Linked DNA regions of Hordeum vulgare: region 2 is linked to region 1. Evidence: chromatin contacts called from public Hi-C data. All regions are on one chromosome and are shown on one strand. Each heading gives the region's core, a stretch centred on a gene start, on an enhancer-like site or on the middle of the called end of the contact. The rest is flanking DNA. Distances are from core to core; before and after follow the strand shown. Region 1 holds the start of LOC123427145 (ribosomal L1 domain-containing protein 1-like). Region 2 holds the start of LOC123427147 (hydroxycinnamoyltransferase 1).

Region 1 (6,223 bases), core at 1,769-4,268:
ATATTTATAATGTTTCCACATGATAATTAGTACTTTTATATGAAGAAACCAGTGCTCCAGCAGGGGTTGGCTCGAGCTCAGTGCTAGTAGGCAGAACAGATAGGTGTGGTACTGCCTCCCGATTGCTCTATTGCAAGTGAAGCATCAGCAGAATATCTAAATCATAAGGGTAAAAGTTTATCCTCAGCTGGAACAGTAAGATTGGAAATAGACAAAGGAGCTGCATGAATATAAACATTTTTCATGTTTTCCAAGTAAAAAAGAAAGTTTCCATATGACTGTTAGTACTTGCATGAACAGGGTAGCACCTGGGATTCATGGTACAGATCAGCAGTAAATTACTTGCTACGCAACTCTCGTCTCACTTTGTAGATTTTGAATGCGAAGTGCCTTTCTTGATGTCCAACTGAGGAAACCCTCAATAATTTTCAGGTTCCTTATTTTGCCAGAATTTCTCACTAGCATAACCCTGAACTTACAAGCGGTACCAAACCCTCACTATTTTTTTTTGTAATGCCAGCAATTAAGAACATCTTTTTTTGTAATCAACACTTACTAATGATTTTAGGAGTAAGCCATGATCTGGTACACAATAGATGATGTTCTTATTTTTCAGGTAGATGATTTTCTTATTTTCACTAATGTTGTCCTTTCGTCTTGGATATATGCATCTAAAAATAGATGATGTTCCTATTTTTCAGGTAGGACAATATCAAAATAGACCACAGTGGGTTGTGTCACTATCCTTGTGAAATATATTACATGTACACAATGTTTGAGTCTGACCGTGTTTACGACAGTGGTGTACAGAAATTTAAATGTGACCCTGTCAAATTTTCTGGAGTTTTTACATTATGTATCCTAATTCGATTAAACTTCTGCGACACAATTCGGGCATGATTGGAACTACTGTAGTCATCTTGAAGCCTTGGAGCAACTTCTCCAGTGATTATGACACTTGATACTGAATTATTAACGCTGCCATAAAAGGCATTCTGTCTATAAATAAGCAGATTTGGGAAGTACCATTCTTTTCCCCAGAATAGCCAGATTTCAAATTTTTCAGTTCACAATAATTAGCTAAAGCGTCCATTGCAAAAAAAAAAAAAAAAAGAAACAACTACAGATTTACATTAACATTACTCTTGGCCAGCATGCCCGCTGGTGCTTGAACGGCACGTAACAAGGAGACAGGGTCAAGGGGAGAAGGTTCTATTGTCCAGGACAGAGGCCATCGAGAAATTTTCCTAACCCTGGCTCGTAGTTTGATGGTGTCGTGCAGAGAAGAGGGGATCCCACGGATTGAAGAACACGGGAAGGAAAGGGATGACAGGTATGTTCGGGACTATTCACACATTTCAATGATTTGACGAGGTTCAAAATGTAAAATGTAACAGCAGCCCTTCTTATGATAATTCTGTTCCATCTATTCTGCATCCAACGGCCCAGAATCTCCTGGTGCATTCGGTGCGCCAGTTCAACCGGTGCACAGGATACGAATTGGGCCTGGTCAGAAATACTAAATTCTACTCCTTATAGCGTACAACAAACCTGCGGGTGAAAGATCAGATCGTGTGCGTGTGTGCACGATGAGATCCATCGATCAGTTTCTCAAAAAAAGCCTACAGATAGATCTCGATCTCCTTTCTTTGGTATCGATCTTCATCTTCCTATCTTCACCCACAATCTGCATCTTCCATAATCCTGATCGCTATCCCTATTCCCTAGTTCGCTCATCACCTCATCATTAGCGCCTACTGCTAGCACACCTCTCCTGCTCCTGTGTGCTTGACAATAGCCTTAGGTTATCAGATTTTCCAATGAAGCACAAGGGAAGATAGTTTGACTATAGATAAGTGCTAGAAATCATATGTTGCCAGATTTCACATATACGATGACAACGTAAACATAAACATAAAACACACACACTAACTGAACAGAGAACAAAAACATAAACACACACGAACTGTAGCTCAATACACCAATCAGTGCAATGTTAGCCTCTGGTGGCTACTGCCTGATGAATGAATGCCTGGCCAAGCATCAGTATCAATTCCAAAACATTTATCCCCAAACTATTTATTCCAGGCAGCTGCATCCAGCACCAGATTCCCATTGAAATCGAGAAAGACACATAAAAACACACTGCATATTACCACTCATCAAAATTGTTCATTTCCGATCACAGATCAGACTGAACGACTAGTGCCATATAACTGATGGACTGAAGGATCAGACTGGGCACCGATGCGATGTGATGCGATGCAAATACACAGAACGGACGCCACTACTCTTTCCTTCTCCTCTTTACCCTCCCCTGCTGCACCGCAATAGCGCCCTCAAGCTTCGCATCCTTCGAATCGTCATTGCCGCCGGTGCCTGGCGCCGGGTAGAGAGGCAGCGCGATCGACTCGGGTGCCTTCAGGTGCAGAGCCCGCACGTTCCTCCACTTCCTGGGCACGCAGGCGGCAGCCGCCTCCACCGCGGCCACCACGTTCTTCACCGCCTCGGCCGGCGCCATCGCCGCGTGCCCCACCCGCACGGCGCGGCACGTGCCGGCCTCCACCCGCAGCTCGACGCGGCGCGCCGCCTCCCTCGCGAACTCGGCCCACGCCGGGTCGGCGAGGTCGACGGGGACGACCCTCCCGCGGCCCTTGGCGCCCTTGCCGCTGCTCGGGATCTTGAGCCGGCTGTCAACGAGGACCAGACCGCGGCGCGCGACGGCGGGGAGGGAGCGGAGCGCAGAGGAGGGGAGCGTCTCGATGTCGTCCGGGAGGTCGTCCGGGAGGCGGTCGGCGACGAGTAAGATGGAGGGGAACGGGGAGAGCGGGAGGCGGAGATGGTGCTCGAACCGGCGGACGGGGGCGCTCTTCAAGGTGACGAGGAGGTAGATGGGCTCCGGCGCCGGGGAGGGGTGGTGCTTGAGCCACCGGAGGAGCGCGCCCACCGCGCGGACCACGGCCTCGCGGCCGAGGCGGGGGTTGGGCGCGGGGGCGGAAGCCATCATCGCTGGCGGCGGCGGGAGTTTGGGAATTTGGGATGTGACAAAGAGTTGAAGCTAGGGTTTTATGTTTGCTCGCGGGGTTGGGTTCGGTTGCGCCGATGTTTGTTGGGTCGGACCAGAAAGAGCCGGCGGTTCGGCTCGGCCTCTGCAACCAAGGTGACGGTAGGTGGGTTCGTTTCGGCGGAGTGAATTGAAAAACACCACGCAAGGATGTATTTCGTTTCGTGTTGGGCCGAAGGAGGTTTATTTTTTTTTTCGTTTCGTGTTTTCCTGGACTAGCTGGTAGGGCCTAAGGAGGCTGCACGCGCTAAGTTATTATTAAAACTATTGTATGTAATTATAAAATACGTAACTATTAGCAAATACGAAAATTATATGTTGCGTGGCTGCAGAAATTCATACAAATATTGTATATCTTTCTTGTATTATTCAAAGAAAAAAATTAAAAAGGCATATGCTCAACATTTTTTTATTGAGTTACTCGTATATTGATTGTATTATTTTAAACGCACAGTTGCTTAAAAAGTTGATGGCATGTATTAAAAATATTTGTGTAAACATAATAAACTTTAGAAATGCATTATAACTGTTAAACTTTTACACAGAAAATATAGATGTTTCTTGAAATATAAAATTATTTTACACAATAATATCTAAAATGTTCATCATATCTTTAGAAAATTACATATTATTATTGATACCACTGTGTAATAAACTCTTAAAAATATTCATTCATTATATCTACATTTTGCAGAACATTTTTCGAGATACACATTGTAAAAAAATGTATGGAGAAAATGTTTACCATAAATTACAAAAAGTTCGCCGTGCATTATGTAAAATCTTCATCAAATCGTAAGAGAATTTTTCAACATATGTTACAAAAATTGTCAATTTGCATTCGAAATATGTTCACCGTATATTACCAAAATTTTATTTTATTAAAAATATATTCACCGTTTGTAAAAAGAACCTTTTTTTAGAGATAGTTTGTAAAAAAACTTGGGCAACAATTTATACGTTGTTTAGCTCGATTTGCAACGACCCGTCCCAAAGTTGATATTGACATGTAAAAATTACCAATCTTGGTACTAACCTTCACGTACTACCCCAGTTGTGATGCTTTTATGCAATTAACTCCATTTCAAGGTCAAGTACGAATTTGTCTCTTTTTCTAAACACATCCCGGTTCATTAAAAAAGACCAAAGTGAATTGTTTGGTTAGTTAACGAAAAACCGAACGAAAACCGTTATATCATGTCCGAAAAACAAGACACACATGACACGTGGCAACCGACACAAGAACGCACACATACTGTTTAAGAGAAAAGCGTCGTCAAGGTTACCACCTAGCATCATCGTCATCATGCATCCACGTAGGCGGCTACGATTCTACCATCGACGACCATTGAAAAAGCCCTCATCGCGAAGAAGCATCGAGGCTTGCGTTGACCGATGCCAAACAGTCAGTCACACGCGTCGCGACCAGGCAGCTCAGACTCTGTCAACGAGCATTCTTGGGGAAAAGCGTTGGTGTTAGAGCATATATCTCCATATGTGGTTTTGGTAATTGATGACAATTCCTATGGACTAATGGTTGCCTTAAGTTATATTTATAGGATTTGTCCATAGGCACTTCTTGAAGTCCATCACCAAGGTGGTATTCAAGGTATTATCCAAAGAATGGTCATAGAGACACAAGGTTGATCAAGATCGTCAGACAAAGAGTAAATCAAAATGATCAACACACAAAGCGTACAAGATGTACCGAGAGGGATCAAGTGATCCCATGGTATGGTAAGCAGTGTCCAGTACGTATTTGTGTACTAACCCATGGTCTTTGTGAGAGTTCTATGTGGGGGTTAGGTGTGTTTCCATGGGCTTGCGTCTAGAGGAATATCTCATACAACCCATGAAGGATGACGTCAAGTGGTGATCGTCATCAAGATTGCGGTGTGCAAGTTCAAGAGGATCAGCACGAATATATCGTGCTTGAAGCTTGACGTCCATTGTGGTGGCAATGGACTTGTGAAGATATGCTGAAGAGTGGCTCACCCATAGTAAGTATGGGGGAGCAATCAACTAGTCTTCATCAAGCCAAGGCAATCAAGAAAGGTGGTCCATCTTGAGGAAGCCAAGATCATCATCATCTAGCTCAAGAGGACGAGGTGCAAGGTATAGGTTTTCCCATGATAGGTTTTCTATTTAGGATAGTTTGATGTACTATCAAGGGGGCTCTCCAGTGAGTAGCTTGATCGTATCGTTCGTTGAGAGCTCAAACCATTTGCATCCTTGCATCATACTTCTTGGTTCTTGTTTGGTGTTTCTCTTTGTGAGTTTTAGAGCTTATGGTCATCTTCGTGACAAGCTCAAGTTCATCGAAAACGGAGTCCATATGCATCTACTATGATGTTTTCGATGTTGGAGTTTTTGCCGGTTCTTCATTCATAGAGGACTCACATCTCTATATCATTGGCATTTTCATATCTGCATGGTCTTAAGATTTCATATATGCATGTCGTTGTTTGGATAGCTCTTGTTGTCCTGAATCCAACAAGCTTGGGTTTGCTTGATTCGGAGCTCGTATGCGAAAGTTATGGCTGTTTCAGTGGCGAGCGATAGTACCGCTGGACCTAGCGGTAGTACCGCTAGAGGTGGCGGTAGTACCGCTGGCCCTAGCGGTAGTACCGCTAGAGCTGGCGGTAGTACCGCCCCTGGTCAGCGGTAGTACCGCTCCAAGATTTTAGTACCGTCATCTTTGCGGTTGTACTGTGTCGGACATTTTTGCGAAGACTTTCTTGGCGGTGGTTGGCCCGGTAGTATCTTTGTGCTACCATGGGCTCAGCGGTAGTACCGCTGCAGCCAGCGGTAGTACCGCTGAGCTCGGGCTGTAAGTGGGGGTAACGGCTTGATTCCTTCTCCCACTATATAAAGGGGGTTTTCTTCCCCCTTGGTCTGATCTATCCGTTGAGCTCTTGTTCTACCTCCATTGTTGACATTCTTAGAGCTTGCTAACTCTCAATCCCTCCAATGATTCTTGCTTGTTCTTGATGGAAAAGAGAGAGGATATCTAGATCCACATCTCCACCAATCACTTTCTCCTCTATGTGAGGGGAACCCCTTGGATCTAGATCTTGGAGTTCTTTGTGAGCTCCTTGTTCTTCCTCTCATATTTGTCCATAGCTTTCGTTATTGTGGAGGGATTTGAGTGTGAGCGAC
Region 2 (6,223 bases), core at 2,161-4,660, 380 kb after region 1:
CATGGCGGCGGCGCAAAGTCAATGCGGGATGCGAGTGGCTGCACGGTGTCCTAGAGGCAGAGGCGTCGGATCTGGGGCGGGGCTGCCCGGATCCATCCATTCCCGGCGACAGACGGCTCCGGCAACGAACTCCATGGCAGCGGCGCACATGGCACCTACGGGAGAGAGAGAGGACCGAAGTGAGGAAGAAGAATAACTAGAGGAAGAAGGAAGGCAGAGACAGGGGATTCGGGCCTGGCGAGACGACTGCTCTAGCGACGTCGGGGCTCCAGCGGCCGATGCGAGGATGGGGCGCTCAGGAGGAGCGAGGGCAGAGGCGAGCGAGCGTGCCTCGGCCCAGATCGGGTCGCAGCGGGCTGAATCTCGGCCCGAGCGGACCGCGACAGCTGGGAAGGAGAGAGGGGGGCGAGGGGCGAGGTGGCGGCCTCCTATTGGCCGCGGCTGGTGGCTACGGCGGCTGGGGAGCTGGCTGGCGACGACAAGTGGCACGGTGGAGGAGGAGAGGCGCGGAATTTGAGGCTAGAGGTTGGTGGAGGCTAGGTTTTTCCCAAAATGGACGTGGGAAGCTGCTATATATAGCAGATTGGCTAGGGTTTGAGGGTTTTTGCCCATTTCGAGTCGTACGATCTCGATCGAACGGCTCCGGATGTGGGGATGGTGTTGATGGGCTAGGTGGGCTGTGTAATCATGATGGGCTGAGAGAAGAGAGGGGTTTGCGACCCGGCACTAGACTTTTTAAACACCGAAAAATGTCCCACGATAAACCGATGACGGTGCCGCTACGGGCGATCGTTCAGGTATCAAACGGACTCCGATTGCGATTAAATTTGGCAGGAGGCCTACCTACACCATATTAAGACCGCACTCCAAGTTTTAACCCAATCCGAAAATATTTTAAACACACTTTAAAAAACAAGAATTTTAACAATGTCGCGGGCGCGTGCGTGTGTGGTTGGGCTCAAAACGGACAACGACAAATAAAGAGAGAACCGACAACTAATAACGTATGCAAGTTTTGAAAACCGGCGGCAACAGAATGCCGATGCAATGCTGATGATGCGATTGATGCGATGATGAATGCGACAAACAATCTAATCACACGATGGCAACAGAATAAAAGGGGAATCTTCTGGAGCGTCGATCTCGGGCTGTCACAATATTTGACCCTCATGTCTAAGTGCACAAGTTGCAAGCACGCAACATGCCCAATGCACAACTATATGGGTGGCAACCTTTTTTAGATCAACATGTGACGCGACCTTAGGAGGCACTAGTTAGACATTTCTCTTTTCTTTTCTTTTGTTATTATTCCATTGCACTAAATAATACTCCAATACAATCTTCAAGCGAGGGTGTCTTTTTACTCGAGTTGCATGTTCATCCTTGATATGAAATCCCTGCTACCGATGGCAGTTGCATCTCCTCCCTCGACATGCAATTGCCCCCACGTGTGTGTTGTGTGTGTGCGCGCGCGCGCACCGCTAGGGAAGAACCTAACACCGATGATTTTCATTCCTTTTGTTTTTATCTCCCACCACACAAGACAATATCCCAAGACGACCCCCCTCGCCGCATACGACGGAATTTTCCTCCTTCTTCCGTTGCCATCGGCGCTCGCCCATTGCATGTCCACTCATTGACACTCAACTACTCCCGACGAGTTGCATGTTCATCATCCACACGCAACAACCCCCAAGTGTGTGTGTGTGTGCCCCACGTGCTGTGTTTAATGTCGGCCCATTCATGAACGGACATGTGATCGGGGTAGGTTTCTCGGCTTACAAGTGGGTTTAATTAAGGCGTTTGAATGTAGCGAGGAGGCGTGTTCAGTTGGACGTGCAGCGGGCGGCGTCCTCGGTCGACGGGTCGCTTCAATGATGAATGTAGTGAGAGGTCGTGTCCGCCTAGAGCCGTCTTCAACGTCGTGCTGCCACATGACTGACACTTGGGTCCAGAGAGGATCCCAGTGCCCGTGTGTCATCGTCGACGCGGGCGTACGCAAAGGAGGTGAGGTGCCGGCGGCAGCAGCTGACACCTGAGCGGAAGTTTAACCCCGCCTACGCAGCACACTCTCCTAATTAGGAGGTCTGGTTTGCGCTTGAGCATGAGGAGCATCACATGCGCGACGTCTGTGAGGTCTGGGCTGGCGCCCCACCGCCCCTCGTCGTGCGTGACGAGGACCAGGAGGCGGAGGCCACCTACCGGTAGGCGCTGGCAGTTGCCTTTCGTGAGAGCGAGGAGGAAAAGCGACGCAAGGAGGAAGATGAGGAGGCGGCTTACACGACGCGCCTCGCGGAGGCCGTGGCACTCTACACTGTCGATGAGTGTGTTGTGCCGCTGCTGGCCCTGCCATCTCCAGCCAAGCCCGAGCCGGTGCTCACCCTAGGGTAGACGTACTGTGGGACGGTGTAGTACGTGAGTGGGTCAACGCGCCACCATCTGGTTAGGGGTGACGCCGGCGCAGGAGCGGCTTTACTTGGAGCACTGGTGACAACCACGACTGACGGAGGAGGGCCTTGAGGGTCGACGACTCGAGGAGTTGGTGCCCAAGCCGAGGCGGAGGAGAAGGAGCGCCGCACCAGAGCCCAGCTAGCGACGGTGCAACCACCGACGGGCGACGTCGTAGCCACCGACGGGCGACTCGTTGCCTGTGAGACGACGTTTTCCTGGGCTGGCCTTCGTCGACCTCATCGATCACGGTGATAACGACAAGAAGGACGCCTAAAGCAACCTGTCTCTAGTTTTTTTTTATTTAATTTAATGTTTTTAATTAATGTATTATGAATTCGTGGACTATCGCTGGCCGTTAAGGCCGATATTAATGTTCAATTAACGGTTTTATTTTTAAATAGTAATGCTGCTTTTTTATGCGCCGTCTTAAAAATTGGCCATGACAGCGTGGATGTGTTGATCTATTTTAAAAAAACGAACATAAATATTCGATCCAAATAGATAAAATACGGACAAAATTCTTGCTCTAAGTACGGTTTGCCACGGTTGCGTGAGTTGCGCCGCGGAGACGGAGCGGTGGCGTGTGTGAAGCAGCCAATCATGTCCATACCCATTTGGGAGGCGCCGTTTTTAACCATTTCATCCATCCATGATTCATTCACCCCGACCTGCGTGTGCGTGGCGACAGTCAAACATGCCCCGTATGTCTGTCTGGCCGGCCCTCCGCTCCGCCGCACCGCCCCCTCCCGCGCTACGCGGAGAGCGCGCCTAGTGTCAGGCGGGGCGGTGAGCCGTGTCCATCTGCCAAACAATCCCACCCCGCCTGCCTGCCTGCCTGCTGCCTCTCCTCCCTCCCCCTCCGTCCCCGTCCCCGTCCCCATCCCACCAACTCTCCACCCATCGCCGCAACACAGCACAGCACAGCACAGCCCAGCCGCCCGCACGGGGCCTATATAAGCCGCTCCACCCCCAACTCGCCCACCAGCTGCTCTCCACCAAGAGCTGCTGCTACTACCATCCAACCGTCCCGTCGCCTTTGCCGACGCCGCCGCCGCAGATCTGATCCGCCCTCCGTCCTTCCGTCTTCCAAGGTCAGTATCCGCTCCGTCCCCCCCCCCCCCCCCCCCCCCCCGGCGCGCGCGCGCGTGCTTTTTGTCTGCCTGTTCCGTTTCCCCCCTTCCGTTTCGCTCACGGGCTGTTTGCTTGTTCCCCGGAATGCGGCGGCAGATGGCGATCACGGTGAGGCGGTCGACGATGGTGCGCCCGGCGGTGGAGAGGCCGCGGGAGCGGCTCTGGAACTCCAACCTCGACCTCGTGGTCCCGCGCTTCCACACGCCCAGCGTCTACTTCTACCGCCGCCCCGAGGCGGGCGCCGACGGCTTCTTCGACGCCGACCGGATGCGCCTCGCGCTGGCCGACGCGCTCGTGCCCTTCTACCCGATGGCCGGCCGCCTCGCGCGCGACGAGGACGGCAGGGTCGAGATCGACTGCAGCGGGGAAGGGGTGCTCTTCGTCGAGGCCGACGCGCCCACCGCCACCGTCGACGACTACGGCGACTTCGCGCCCACCATGGACCTCAAGCGCCTCATCCCGCCCGTGGACTACACCGACGACATATCCTCCTTCCCGCTCCTCGTGCTTCAGGTGACCTCAATTTCTATCTCGTACTAGTACTACTACCGGCTACAATTAGACCCGGGATGAGAACGGAAGGGACCAGTGTGTGGCTCCAATTTTAGCGGACCATAGCCTCTGCTTCCTGATTGGATTTGGACACCTCATACTTTTGACCCTTGTTTGGATGTGTTGAATTGATCGTCAGCTCTTCGTTGTGGGGAGCTTAGAAGCGGTCAACCTTACCCTGTTCTAGGATGTGTTAATTTGGTCCCCTGTTCGTTGTGGGAAGCACGAAAGCGGACCACCTTATTCTGTTCTAGCTTGGCCTTTATTAACTGTATATGTACGACTCTGTAGTTGCAGCTTGCATCCCGCCAGTTTTTGTTCTATTGTGAGTGGGTGTTCACATTCACTAGATAAATTCTACTGCCAACAAACTGATTTGTCAGGCAAGTGACCTTATACATTTCATGAAAACAAAGTCCTGCCAACTCAAGAAATTATCGGTAGACCTCCTCTTTTGTATCAGAAGTACTCCCTCCGTCGGGAAATACTTGTCCTAGAAATGAATATAATGGATGTATCTATAATTAAAATAAGTCTAGATACATTCATCTCTGGGACAAGTATTTCCGGACGGAGGGAGTAATTGGCATGCTGCTAAAGTTATGCAATGCATATTGTGAGTTTGGCTTATTTTGTGTCTGTATTAGTATTGGATACTAGTAGGGCCTTATGACTCATTCGGGGTTGACGGGTCAAACTCTTTAAGTTTCCAACTGTTAACCATCTGCCCCAGATATAGACACTAGACAGAATAGACTTATTGAAGGTGATATTGACATGCCCAAATGTTAGGGTTGGACCGTCCTGTTTGAGAACTGGACCCTCTGGCTTGTTGAACCTTCTGAGTCATTCCTTTGATGGAGATTGGAGGCGCAATTCAGGTCATGGGCCCACCTTCTAGTGATCTTTGTCACCTGCCATTTCATGCCAGAATAATAGGCTGGGATTGGCTAGGTTTAGCACCACCATTATCTCAAATTTGATTGTGCAGAAGGACTTAGTAGTGCGCACTGAAAGTGATAGTAGCAACCATTGACTTTCAGATCCTATGGAACAACGGTGAGCCAACTTGAGAGTTATGAGCCACTAACCCTTTATCTTTAGAAGTAAATATCCTAATAATTAGCTGTCAAAAAAATTCGTAATAATTGTTGAACAGGCTAGTGATATTCTTTGTAACTGAATTCTTCACATGCTACAGTACAGAACACAAAGCTGAACCACAACTGGCCATGTTACTGAATCCTAGTTTGTGCTGAGCTTGCAATTTCTTTATTCACTTGCTTGTTGGCAACATACAGAATATTATTGCTTTGGGTGCACACAACTTGTCGGTGCATGAGTACCTAACTGAAGCATGTTCCATGTGATAACCTCTATTTTATTTATAATAACCTACCACTATTTACATATCCAGTTTCTTCCAAAATTTTGAAATTATATATGCATAAATAATTAGGTGTCAGGTTGACTTTTAGCATCGCTGCATGTACGCCAACTTGATGTTTATCATGTTGTTTATGCAAAAGCAAGGCTTATACAACAAAAATTCTAGTTATGAATTGAGGTAATCTAACTGGGGATCTCTTTAAAGCAGGCTTTTAAAGAATTGGGAACTGAGAACAGATGAACTAGAGGATTTTCCATCTCAAAAGAAAGAGTAACAAATGTATATAACTAACCAATAAGTATACTACAGAGGATAAATATCATCTTGACTTCTTGAGTAAACTAAACTGCAACAGTTCTCTTTAATCAAAGCTGAACCATTTCCTAGTTTTAGACTGTTATATGCGAAACAATAATTAATTACGTGTATATGGTTTTAATCACCAAATTTATGGAGAAAGCTACCCCACATCATGGATTACGGGTTGAAGGACTAGTCAAGACTAATCGGTAGACTAGTCTCTGAGTCGCAATTCCAGGGCCGACTACACTTCAGTGTTGACTAGTCTATGAGTCACAACTTCAGTGTCGACTTGTTACGAGTAGTCATGATTAGTCTATGAGTCTTAACCTCGGAACGACTCGTCAACTCGTAAACCTTGCCCCCACATAGCCTCAGTTTTATTGTTGAGCTAATATC

Evidence for each region. Hi-C and Micro-C count contacts between places; a contact is called where the count stands out from the background.
Region 2: a Hi-C map of seedling shows a contact between it and region 1, with 4 times the contacts expected there. The contact joins the promoter of LOC123427147 here to the promoter of LOC123427145 in region 1. A contact is called at or near these places in 3 of 6 Hi-C or Micro-C datasets (leaf and seedling) and 1 of 1 datasets of contacts at active chromatin or transcription factors (embryo).

Annotation. Positions count from the first base shown.
Region 1 is chr2H:546,316,250-546,322,472 of MorexV3_pseudomolecules_assembly, forward strand. LOC123427145 (ribosomal L1 domain-containing protein 1-like) reads right to left here and starts at 3,019. Exons shown (of 1, transcript XM_045111118.1): 1 at 1,947-3,019. The coding sequence starts at 3,007. The coding sequence ends at 2,288.
Region 2 is chr2H:546,691,332-546,697,554 of MorexV3_pseudomolecules_assembly, forward strand. It overlaps LOC123427147 (hydroxycinnamoyltransferase 1), which reads left to right and starts at 3,411. Exons shown (of 3, transcript XM_045111120.1): 1 at 3,411-3,542; 2 at 3,679-4,095. The coding sequence starts at 3,679.